Regions from separate parts of the Mus musculus genome. Here region 1 is linked to region 2. The links are chromatin contacts, called in public Hi-C maps. All regions are on one chromosome and are shown on one strand. Each heading gives the region's core, a stretch centred on a gene start, on an enhancer-like site or on the middle of the called end of the contact. The rest is flanking DNA. Distances are from core to core; before and after follow the strand shown. Region 1 overlaps Gtpbp4 (GTP binding protein 4). Region 2 holds the start of Idi1 (isopentenyl-diphosphate delta isomerase).

Region 1 (5,675 bases), core at 244-2,743, 85 kb after region 2:
AATTCCCAGGAAGAATCCAAGACTTTTTTCTGTCATCTCTGACCTTCTAAGGCTGATTGCAAATCTTTGTTTCCCCCTAAATAGCTTCCGTGCAGTGTTGAGGTCACTTACCTCGCATCCTCCATCCTTATGTGGAATAGACAAGATGTGTGCAGTTGCTAAGACCATGTTAGTAATGTTCCCACCTGCCTTAGTCAGGGACCTCTAAAGTAACAGAGCTTAAAGAATGATTCTCTTCACACACACACACAGGATTCATTAGAATGATTTACACGCTGTATTCCAGATAATCCAATAATGGCTGCCTATGTACAGAAGGTACAAGACCTCAGTAATTGTTCAGTCTATGAGATTGGATTTCTCACTTGGTCTTTGGTATATGCTAGAATCCTAAAGAAGCTGGCTCTAGATGGCTCAGGAGTTAAGAATGTATGCTGCACTTGCAAAGGACCTGAGTTCAATTCCCAGAACCATTATTGGGTGTTTCACAAGGACCTGTAGTTTCAGCTACAACCCAACACCTCTGACTCCTATGCAGATATCTTCATTCACATGCGCATACCCTACAATAGACACGCAGACGTATACTTAATTAGCGGCAAAAATAAACATTTTAAAAGAAAACATTGGTATATGAAAAAAAAAAAGCTGGCTCTAATGCTAATGAAGGAATGGACTTGCTGGTGTAGGCAAAGAGCAAAAGACTCCTCCTTCTATGTCCCTATATAGGCTTCCAGCAGAAGGTGCAACCCTAATTAGAGGTTATGTCTTCCCTTATCAAAAGATCTGGATTAAAGGTGTGTCTTCTGACCTCAAAACCTAGCACCTTCCAACTTCAAATTAAGCAAAAATCCCTCACAGCTCTATGTGCTCTCCAATTTGGGTTTTTGTTAATTCCCCATGTAGTCAACAAACAATAAACATCACACCCACCCCACGGTGAACAATGGTTTGGTATTGTTTTCTGTTTATTTGAGACAGGGTTTTTCTGTGTAGCCCTAGCTGTCCTGGAACTCACTCTGTAGACCAGGCTGGCCTCGAACTCAGAAATCCACCTGCCTCTGCCTCCCAAGTGCTGGGATTAAAGACGTGGGCCACCACCCCCTGGCTGAGCAATGGTTTTTACCTTGATGGAAATAGACCCTAACTTCAGATCACTGTATTAGTGATATTATCACAGACAGATCTAGAGAAAAATCTAAATCTAGTGAACAAAGAGTAACCTAGTTAAAAATAATTACATTTTCTGGTTATAAACATTTTTCTTTTTATGTATTAAACCCCAGGAATAGAATAAACATGATATCATCACTCTTACAAACAAGATTGACTGCTATCTTTAGAAAAGAACTAAAAACGAAGGAGGTAGTTTTTACAATATGGTTAGTTATGTTTCTCAAGGGAGGATACTTATCTGAGTATCAAGCAGGATAAGCAGCTAGGCATGGTGAGCGTTCTCACAGCCACCTGGGTGTTGACTGTCTATCCCCATGTGTGTTCCATGTTAGGTAAGCACTGTACCAAACATCCGAGGGAAGAACTACAAGGGAAGGATTTGCTTGGCTTTCTGTGCTTGCCCCTTCTTGGCTGTTGTTTGATCTGACCGTCTTGGTGCTCAGTCGTGCTTCTCGCTGACTCTCCCTAACGATTAGGTGAACCCCAGATGCTTTCGTATGGCTATCTGAGCACTTGACTATCTTGTTTGGAAAAATAGATATTCAAGACTTTTGCCGATACTTGAGCTGGTCACTGTTGAATTTACAAACCATGTATTACTCACACTTGCAAACCTGCTCTCCCATTCTGTAGGCAGTCTCCTACAGAATTCTAATCGAGTCCTGTTTATGTACTTTCTTTTTTCCTGCCTATAACTCTGATGTCACAGCCAAGAAATTGTCAAATCCAATGTTATGATAGTTTTAGCATTTTCTTTAAAACGTTGTAGTTTTAGGGATCTTATACTTAGGCTTTTAAAAATTTATGTATCTAGTGGGGTGTAGAGTCCAACTTTTGACCATATATGTTAACATTTCCCAAAATGGCTGCTGGAGAAAGAGTCCTTTGCCCACGGTTAGTTCCAGTCCATTTTTTAGTATACCTATTTCTGAGTTGTCTACTTTGTTCCAACAGTCTGTATGGCTGTCATTATGACAGTATCACAATGTTATTACTATTACCTTGTTGTGTATGCTTACAATCAGAATGGGTCCTCTAACATTTTCCTTGTTAGTGTCTCTCTGGAGGGGACGCTGCTGAACCTTCACAACACCCCTGCTTCTCCTGCTAGCAACCAGCACCGCTAAAGGACCTGGTAGGCAGAAAGGCAGCCTACGTACCAAGCCAGCATTCACAGCCACCTCTTCCTAGTCCTAACAGCAATGAGAACTGACGCCTAACACAGTTCAGCTCAAGGTCACAAACATTCTGTTCCTAAATATGCTTAATTCTTTTGTATTGAACAGCTGAGATGTCTTTAGAAAAACCAGTATTATGTATGTCAACAATCTTGGTTTCATAATTTATGTTGAATTTTCCTGACTTCTGCCAAGGGAAATACAAACTCTAGCTAAGCCTTGTTTTCCTCCTCTCATTAATTTTTCCAGTCTCTCTACCCTTTCTCACTAATGTCTCAGACATTTTAATAAATACAAGTTCCATTAAGAAAAAAGCCTTGTCTAGAACTTCTGTTACATGACTAATTCTATGATTTAATTAAGTTACTAGGCATAGAAATGATTATAGACTTTAATCATCTAGACATTAAAAAAAAAAAAGATCAAGACATCAAACTTCTTCAGAGAACTAAAACACATTAGAAAGCCAATTTAAAAAAGAGGTCTCAATAGAGTCCAAAGAATCTTAGGCTAGAGTACGTAATCCGTCGGTAGTCGCTGGATTCTCATAAAGGCCAGAAGCTGCAGCCTAACAGGAAGCACTGACTGTCTGAAGATTATCCTCTAATCTGAGGACAGGGCTGCACTTCCAGGTACACCGGGATCCCGCTTGTAGATGTTTTTGTACTTTCCAGGACATCAATCTTAATTCAGCAAGTGTTTATGAAAGAAGACATTTTCTTTCTTTCTTTCTTTCTTTCTTTCTTTCTTTCTTTCTTTCTTTCTTCTTTTTTTTTTTTTTTTGGTTTTGAGCCTATACCCCAGGCACTTACTTCCTTTATTTTTTATTCTAAGAACAAAAAAGCAAAGTCCTATTCCCTGCCACCACCACCCCTTTTGGTCATCAAGTGTATTGCAATTAAATCAAACAAAATGTAAGTCATCAAACTATGTTTTTGCTGGGTGTTTACTTTGGATAAAATGGTTGAAGTTACAATGATACATTGTACTACAGGTTTAGAAAATAATTTAAGAGTAGTTTAAGCTCTGATAAACCCTAAATGTAAGGAGGATAGCCTTCTGCCTAGACCTCCCAGCAGGTATACTTTCTTAACAAAAATAGGTACTTTAGGTGACAAAAGTCCCACTACAAAACAGTTTTCCTCCACCCACGCAGCCTCCGTACACCAATAAGTCTTTTCTGTAAAATGCTGAAAGAAGCTCATCAAGTACGGAACGCACTGGACATAAAAACCCAAACTGCGCAGTGAGCACAGCACTGCACACTTAGTAGGGTTTGCCAGTTTCCAGCAAAGCAGCAAGCATTTAAAAGTCATTCCCACTGTTTCTTTTGGTCAACAGATGGTGATTCCAAATTCTATAACACACCATACCACACCCAAAATAACCAAGAGTCTACTTAAACTGTTCCAACTGAAGAGGACATTATCTCCTGTCCTTTTTACCAGCTTTCCTCTTCCCAGACAGCAAGTGCTTGGGCTTCATATCAAACACATGCCTATCAGCTTCCCCTTTCTTCCCCAAGCGATTCATCTTCTTCTGAGCTTTCTTCATCATAGTCTTGGCTTTCTTCACCATCTATGCAGGAGAAGACACATTAATGAAAACCACATTTCTGTGCTACCCGGGAACCATTTTACCAAAGCCAGTATGTCAACCCCGTTGTCTCAGTCACCACTCTCTCTCAGACCACCACACTATCTGCAGGAACTTGATGACTATCTGAGGAAACCTTGGACCAGGCTTTCAGAGTAACACACTGAAACTCAGGACCATGAGAGCACATGCCACATCTGACTCATGTCAATGCCAGTATTAAAACCCATAGTTCCATAGTGCACTCTTGTAATCCCAGCTGAACATGGAAGCAACCAGTCTGGACTCTCAGCCAGCCTGAGATTCATAGGAAAACGCTGCCTCAACACTCACTTCCTAGACTTCCAGATGAAAATGACATCTGAAATGAGAACTTCAGGCTTCCATTAGAAGGCCTACCAGTTTACAAAGTTTTTCTCTTATATTTGACTTTTTCTTAAAAAGAAATTTCAGTGAGATTTTAAATACCTACCGCATTTCCAAAAAAACATTACAAATAATACCATAGTGACAAGCTACCAACTTGAAGGGGAAACAATTTCCCTAATGATATAAATGAACTATTTTCTCCTGGCTACTTCCTTACAGGAGAAAGCCTAGACTATCCATACTTTATGAGGTCATGTCTCTGTCTATCCTCCAGGTTAAAGGTTTCATAATGGTTTGCCAGACAGAACACCTATCCAGGGTATCCAACTGCTTCTGGTCCAAGTTCCTCTCCAAAGGACGCTACAAAGTGGAAGGTGGAGTGAACAGCTAATCTCTTAATCACAACCCTGCTCAAGCAATGGCTTGTGCTTGCTGGAGGTTCTATAAAGTAAACACCCCTGAAGGTTCTTATTTTTATTTGCCCCAGATCAAAGAAGCAAACCTTGACATCCCGAAGACCAGAAACATCACGTGGAGTTCTAGAACAACTGCGACTCCGCGCTGTGGAAGAGGGTGGAACAGATTCTTCTCGTTTTCTTTTCCTCGTGACACTCCGAGACCTTCTTGCCTGGACTGCATAGTGGGCCTGAAACACACAAACAGTGCTCTTGGTAACAATCAAAATTTGTCCAACAAGAAGAGAAGACAGCCAAGATCTTAAGAACCATTATCACACAAGTGAAAGACTCTGGAAGGCCTTTTTCGACTTACTAGCAGAGGGTCTAGTTTGAAGCCAGGGTCAAAGGCACTGTCCCTCCTGAGAAGGTTTCGGGAACGTCCAGCTCAGCACCCATGCTGGTAGTGAGTGAGATGGTGCTCTCAAGCCATAGCTCTTGCACATCCTGTGTGCTAATGTTCTCTACTGGTTATCACCAATCATGAGCGGCAATGACAATGGTCAATGTTGATGTTTTAACCTCCCACTCCAAATACTTGAGGTAGTAGTAGACATGCTTACCATCTACATTTATGTACATCATGTGCATGCTATGCCATTTACATTAATAGAATCACCTAGTGACAGATTTCTCAGAAGGTATCTACATCGTTAAGCAACGCCTGCCTGTGGGAAGGTTTTGGTAGCACATGCCTGACTACCAGCACTAGAGAACTACAGTCCGGGAAATACTGAGTTTGAAGGCGGGTTGGGCGACATAGCAAGACAATGTCTGAAAACAACGAAAGAACAGATCATGTGAAGCCATGCTGCCCTCCAGACTTACATTGTTTTTATCATCCATGTCCACACCAAGACTACGCATCTCATTCTCTAAATCTGCCCGTTGAACCTGAAGT
Region 2 (6,193 bases), core at 1,245-3,744:
GGAAACCCAGGCAGGAAAGTTGGAAGTACAAGAGAAGCCTAAGGCTATATCACACCTCAACTACTTTCATCAGCAATAGAGGCACAATACTAGTTTAAAGCCAGCCTGAGGATAAATGATATTTCAATCATTGTCCTTGCCACAGGGAAACACTTTTAGTTAATTCAAGGCTAATCCAGATTACTTATATCTTTTCAGTTTAGCCTATGGTGCATAGCACAAGATATCATCTTCAAAAACTACAGTCACAGGCCTTTGGAATGGTCATTTGAGAAAATGTTCCATTTTATTTTTTTAAGATTTTAAAATGTTATGTGAATGAGTGTTTGCCTGAATTTATGTATGTGCCTGGTGTTAGTAAAAGCAAGAGGTCTCAGATCCCCAGAACTGGAGTTACAAATGGTTATGATCTGCAGTGTGGGTGTGGTCCTCTGAAAGAACAGCCAGTTCTATTGTGACCCTCTCCCCATCTTGATAAAAGTATCAATAGGAGAGGGAAATATCTGTTAAGTAGGCAATCAACCCCCACTTCCCATTTCAGCTCATATAAAGGAAAAATAACATTTAAAGGAATATTTGGAATAAAGGATTATTATTACCATTATCGATGACTTAATAGTATTTAGCAGTGTTTCAACAATGCTTCACTCCTTAGACTGCCCCCAGGGAAAGGTGCCTAATGAGTCTCAAGATTATTGGTGATATTAATATGATTGATAATGAATAATGAAATCTGTCAACACTTGGAAGACTTGCTTAATACAGTAATTCAATATTTTCCAAATGACCAAGAATATTACAAAATCATACGTAGGAAATATGCACCTGAGCTGCACAGACACTGGGCCGGGAAGAGGGTTTGGGTAAAGGGTGAAAGTGTGAAGACTGAGCTCAGATCCTCAGCACCGTGGAAAAGGCCAGACATGTCAGTGTGTATCTGCAAACTGGGGAGCAGAGACATGAGGATTTGCTGGCCATAGAATCTAGCTAAATCAGGGGCTGGTGAGATGGCTCAGTGGGTAAGAGCACCCGACTGCTCTTCCAAAGGTCGGAAGTTCAAATCCCAGCAACCACATGGTGGCTCACAACCATCTGTAACAAGATCTGACTCCCTCTTCTGGAGTGTCTGAAGACAGCTACAGTGTACTTACATATAATAAATAAATAAATCTTTAAAAAAAAAATCTAGCTAAATCAATGAGCTTCTAATTCAGTGAGATGCCCTCTATGAAAAGATGGGATGGAGGGGCTGGTGAGGTAGCTCAGTGGGTAAAGACGCCTGCTCCCAACCCTCAAGACCTGAGCTTGCTGGGAGAACTCTCTTAGTTGTCCTTTAAGCTCCACTAGCCTCTGAGCATTGTGTTGACATTAATATTAATGTTAATATTGTAAAAGTAAAATGTTAATAAAAGCAACAGAGGAAGGCATTATGTACCTGAACACACACTTGCACATAATGCATACACTACACATATATACTACAAAAATAATAAACGTGACTGGGGTAATAGCTTAAATTAACTTTTTCACAATTACACCAAATCATAATGATAATTACTACTGTAACTAATAATAACTGTTATTATATTTATTCATTTATTTTTTAAAGATATATTTATTTTCTGTATGAGTACACTGTAACTGTCTTCAGACACACAAGAAGAGGGTATCAGATTCTATTACAGATGGTTGTGAGCCACTATGTGGTTTCTGGGAATTGAAATTAGGACTTCTGGAAGAGCAGCCAGTGCTCTCAACTGCTGAGCTATCTCTCCAGCCCCTATTTGTTCTTTTATTTACTTGGTTGTTCGAGACATAAACTTTTCCCCAATTGTATATGTAATAATTAATTCGTTTTTCCAGACAGGGTTTCTCTGTGTAGCCCCAGCTGCCATGGAACTCATTTTGTAGACCAGGTTGGCCTCAAACTCAAAGATCCGCCTGCCTCTGTCTCCTGAGTGCTGTGGTTTAAGACGTGTGCTACCAAATTTACAAAAGCTTCACATATAATCTGTAGTGAAAAATTCCTATCTTATAGTAACTTGAGTCGCTGAATTTATTAAGAATGGACTGTCACACGATGGTTTAACAACTGTCAAATTAATTCAGTCCAAACGCTGGTTCCCCAATCGGCCTCTACTTCATTTAACTTTGCTGGACAATTACTCCACATTGCAAAACGCCTTGGGAATTATTGCTGCTGCAAATCTACAGCACCTTCTAACTGGAAACAGACCGGAATAACATGTTGAGAAGGCAGGAGTAAAGCTTCCAAACTAACCCATTAGCAATGATCTCTTGAATTTTCTTAATTTCCATCAAGACCAACCCACAGGAATTCCAGTGAGAAAACTGTAGTTGTCAGAGCGCGCTTCTCAAGGCATCTGACATCATCACGCACAGACACTCAAGGAGAGTCAGGGACCCGCCCTAGCCTTGCCTCCAGCTGATTGGCGAGCCCGGGCATGGTCCAAGGTGCCATTGGCTGGCGACCGACAGGTCGAACCCTCCTCAAGAAGCCTCCCCAGAAAGGAAGCTTCCCCACCGCGGAGCAGCTAGACGTGCGGGCCGTCTCAGCTGTCCACTGGGAGTCGCCAACACCCTCGCTCGGGTCCCAGGGCCGCAATCACTCCTGGAGACCTCCAGCGCTTCTTTCAGAGCCACACGCAGGGCAAGTGGTGCCACCGCGCGCTAACCTGGCGCGGCCGTGACGTCAGGCTTGTGCTAGATTGGCAATTGGCTGGAGGCATGTGGCGCGGACGGACACTGGCGCGAGCGATTGGATATGCTGTTAGAGGGCGGGGCCTGGAGGCGGAGCATGCTGCGGAGAGGATTGAAGTACAGCTCTCCGCACAGCTTCTCAGCACCTGCAGCCGGAATCTCTGGTAAGCCTCCCTTCTATTTGGGGAAGGATGGCGAGAGGGGACCAAGAAGGGTGGGTGGCTGTATGAGGCTGAGGTGATGCGGTTTCCCAGCTTGACTCGCCATGGTGGCCTCTGACGTTCGGGGCTGGGTGCCTGGTCCTGGAAAGCGTTGGGTGGCCGACTGAGTCCCATCGGGTTCTCAGGGTTGTCCATGGAAACTCCCTGACGAGCGATTCAGCAGTCGTGAAATGTAATGGTTCATAGCCCTTGGGGAGTTGAGTTATAAAAAGGGACCTGAGAAAAATCTGTTCTTCCCTCCAGTATGGAGTACTTCACTTGTCTTCTTCCAAAAATGAATAAATAGGTCTACCCCTAAGCTTTCTTCTAGTTTAAGAGTGCTTTGCAGGTGTTGTGGTTGGTAAACGTCCACGTGGGTTTATAAAGAGATGGAAACGCGTCTTCGTTATGTGTCTAGATCTTTTTCTTGAGTTCGGTGATGTGCATTTGTACTTTAAACATCTTTAAGTGGGTGAGAAAATATCACTTTATCCTGTGATTCTGAAGTTCATTCTTTATATCCTGGCATTAGGAGTTCAAGATGTTATTTCAGAAAGTTTACAAATTGCTCACATTTGAAAACTGCCCTAGAGAGGATTTTAAATTAGTTTATGAATGTTGTAATTGAAGTCCACTTTCACTTCTAACAGTGTTTGTGTTAGAATGTCAAACTAATACAATGACTTTTCTCTGTGTTAGTGTTCTAGGTCAGATCAGACATTCTGTCACAATGCCTGAAATAAATACCAGCCATCTTGATGAAAAACAGGTTCAGCTTCTAGCGGAGATGTGTATTCTTATTGATGAAAATGACAATAAAATTGGGGCTGACACCAAGAAAAACTGTCACCTTAATGAAAACATCGACAAAGGTACTGTCTTAAAGTATTCTTTGTTATAAAGTGACTTGTCTGGACATTTAGCTAAGAAAAATCCTGAGATGAAAGGAATGCTTTCTCTTCTGGGGTTTGAAGAGGGTCTCACTGTGTATAGCTCTGACTGGCTGGTTGTCACAGACATCTGCCCCCCAAGTACTGAGAGATTCATTTCTTAATGCTGTCTTACCTTTCATTCCAGTTAAATGGTGTGTACAAGTAAAATCTACCTTTCTACCTCTCCTGTAATATTTCCCTCCACTAAGTGGCTTCAGAGTTATTTGGGGATCATAAAGAAGGAATAGATATTATCATAGTTCTCAAGTCTGTCTTTCAGAAGATTAGAGAGAGGAGTAGGTATTGAAGGAAAATATGATCCTACACACACACACACACACACACACACAGCAGGATACCAAATGGTCTGGGTTCAGCCACAGAGAACTTCATGTTAGAAGACTGGGAAGCAGCAGAACTGTCAAAATATGATTGAGAATAATCATATTCTCAACTTCAGGAGGGAAAACCAGACAAATAGCTGGCAAAATCTGACCAATCATATTTGTTTTGCTTTTAGGATTATTACATCGAGCTTTTAGTGTCTTCTTGTTTAATACTGAAAATAAGCTCCTGTTACAGCAGAGATCAGATGCTAAAATTACCTTTCCAGGTTGGTATACTTAATGAATAAGGTAGAGTTTGCTGGGAACTATTTAATCCGACTGAACTTTTTTGAGCCAACATCTAAAAGAATCAGCCAGGCACACGGCTTCACTTGTATTTTATAATAAGTAACCTTATCCACTGAGTCTAATCTAATCTGAATTATCTCTGTGTTTTGATCTTGATTAAGAAAGCTTTAAAACTTACCCATAAATGTCTTTTAGAAAATACTTCTGGAAACCTGTTATAATTAACTTAAAATTCTATTTATCTGATTACTTAGGAAAGTTTTTCCTCGGTCTTTCAAGGATTGGGGAAAAAATTCTTCTTTGTTCATATTACTCTTTCCCAGGTTGTTTCACCAATAGTTGCTGTAGTCATCCATTAAGTAACCCAGGCGAGCTGGAAGAGAACAACGCCATTGGTGTGAAGCGAGCAGCAAAGCGGCGCTTGAAAGCCGAGTTGGGAATACCCTTGGAAGAGGTACCCGCTCTTACTACTATTACACAGTCTGCAGCCTAAACTCAGGCATGTTAAGACACTGGGTAATTACCAGAAAGAAATTTTCAGCAATGCTTTGAGTGGAACCCAGAGTTTTGTACATTCTTGGTGTGTGTTCTTCCTTAAGTTCCAGGCCAGTAACTTTGTTTTGAGATAGAATTTAACTATGTAGTCCAAGTTTGCCTTAAATTCTTGATCCTCCTGCCTCAGTATCCCAGTTGCTGAGATTATAGTAGTATATGATCTGTGTTTCTTAACTTCCGGATTTACTGTATTAGCCCTTCAATAAGAACTACTATGTGCATTTTTATTGTCTTGGGTTTTGAGACAGTGCCTTGCTGCCCAGCTCTTATTGGCCTCCAACCAAATGCTAGGTTTTGCCTCCTAAATGCAGGGATTATTGGCCCACATTCCAAATCTAGCTAAATTTTTATCTCACTCTTTTTTAAAAAATACCTCCTAGATTTAATTTATTTTATATGTATGAACATTTTGCCAACATTTATGTACACAATATGTATGCCTGGTGCCCAAGGACACCAGAAAAGAGAGTGTTCGATCCCCACATGGGTGCTGGCAACCAAATCTGGATCTTCTGGTAGGTACTGCTGAGCCATCTCTCAGCCTCTTTTTTAAATAATAATAATAATACCTATTTTTACTTTGTGTCTTTTTCCTGCATGTGTCTCATGTGGGCCATCTACATGCAGTACCAGAGGAAGCCAAAAGAGGGAGTTGAATCCCTTGGAACTAGAGTTAAGGACAGGTATTGGCTGCCATGTGAATGCTAAGACTCAAACCATAGTCCTATGGAAGAACAAGACAGCACTTTTAACTCCTGAGCCATCTTTCTGGCCACCCTCTTTATTTTATTTTATTTTATTATTTATTTATTTATATTTGAGAGTCCATGGATCTCATGTGGCTCAGGCTAACCTTAAACTTGAGCTGTAGCTGAGGACAACCGTGAGGTGATGATCTGCCTGCCTTTAGTCTCCTAGCGCTGAGAATACAAGTATACACCCTGGGCTTCATCCATGCTTGGCAAGCCCTCAGTGAGCTAAATTCCAGCCCTCAGGAGGTAGAGGTAGCTGGTTCAGAATTGCAGGTCAGTCGTATCTACTTAAGAGAGTTCTAAGCTAGCCAGGGCTACATGGTAAAACTTTGCCTCAAAAATAGGTTAGAAAGGTTGGTAGGAATGTAGATAGACAGACAGAAAGATACATACATAGA

The links. Hi-C and Micro-C count contacts between places; a contact is called where the count stands out from the background.
Region 1: a contact with region 2 is called in a Hi-C map of the G1E-ER4 cell line, with 2.1 times the contacts expected there. The contact joins the enhancer-like site here to the promoter of Idi1 in region 2. A contact is called at or near these places in 12 of 39 promoter capture datasets (3T3-L1-derived adipocytes, the C10 cell line, the HPC-7 cell line and 8 more), 3 of 15 datasets of contacts at CTCF or cohesin (CD8 T cells, the G1E-ER4 cell line and embryonic stem cells), 44 of 484 Hi-C or Micro-C datasets (the AML12 cell line, B cells, the Ba/F3 cell line and 24 more), 24 of 115 datasets of contacts at active chromatin or transcription factors (the 230-238 cell line, the SCID.adh cell line, SST interneurons and 11 more) and 4 of 9 other capture datasets (adipose tissue, liver, macrophages and 1 more).

The regions. Positions count from the first base shown.
Region 1 is chr13:8,969,343-8,975,017 of GRCm38.p6, forward strand. It overlaps Gtpbp4 (GTP binding protein 4), which reads right to left. Exons shown (of 17, transcript NM_027000.4): 15 at 5,603-5,668; 16 at 4,822-4,965; 17 at 3,122-3,932. The coding sequence ends at 3,780. Among named protein-coding and RNA genes, the nearest start is that of Gm23923, 16 kb to the left of the region's middle. Within about 2 kb of position 1,494, at least 1 of the 459 cell types and tissues checked has an H3K27ac peak or open chromatin away from gene starts, as enhancers often do. A contact at or near this core is called in the G1E-ER4 cell line, where this site is marked.
Region 2 is chr13:8,883,112-8,889,304 of GRCm38.p6, forward strand. It overlaps Idi1 (isopentenyl-diphosphate delta isomerase), which reads left to right and starts at 2,495. Exons shown (of 5, transcript NM_145360.2): 1 at 2,495-2,885; 2 at 3,621-3,793; 3 at 4,374-4,466; 4 at 4,812-4,942. The coding sequence starts at 2,749.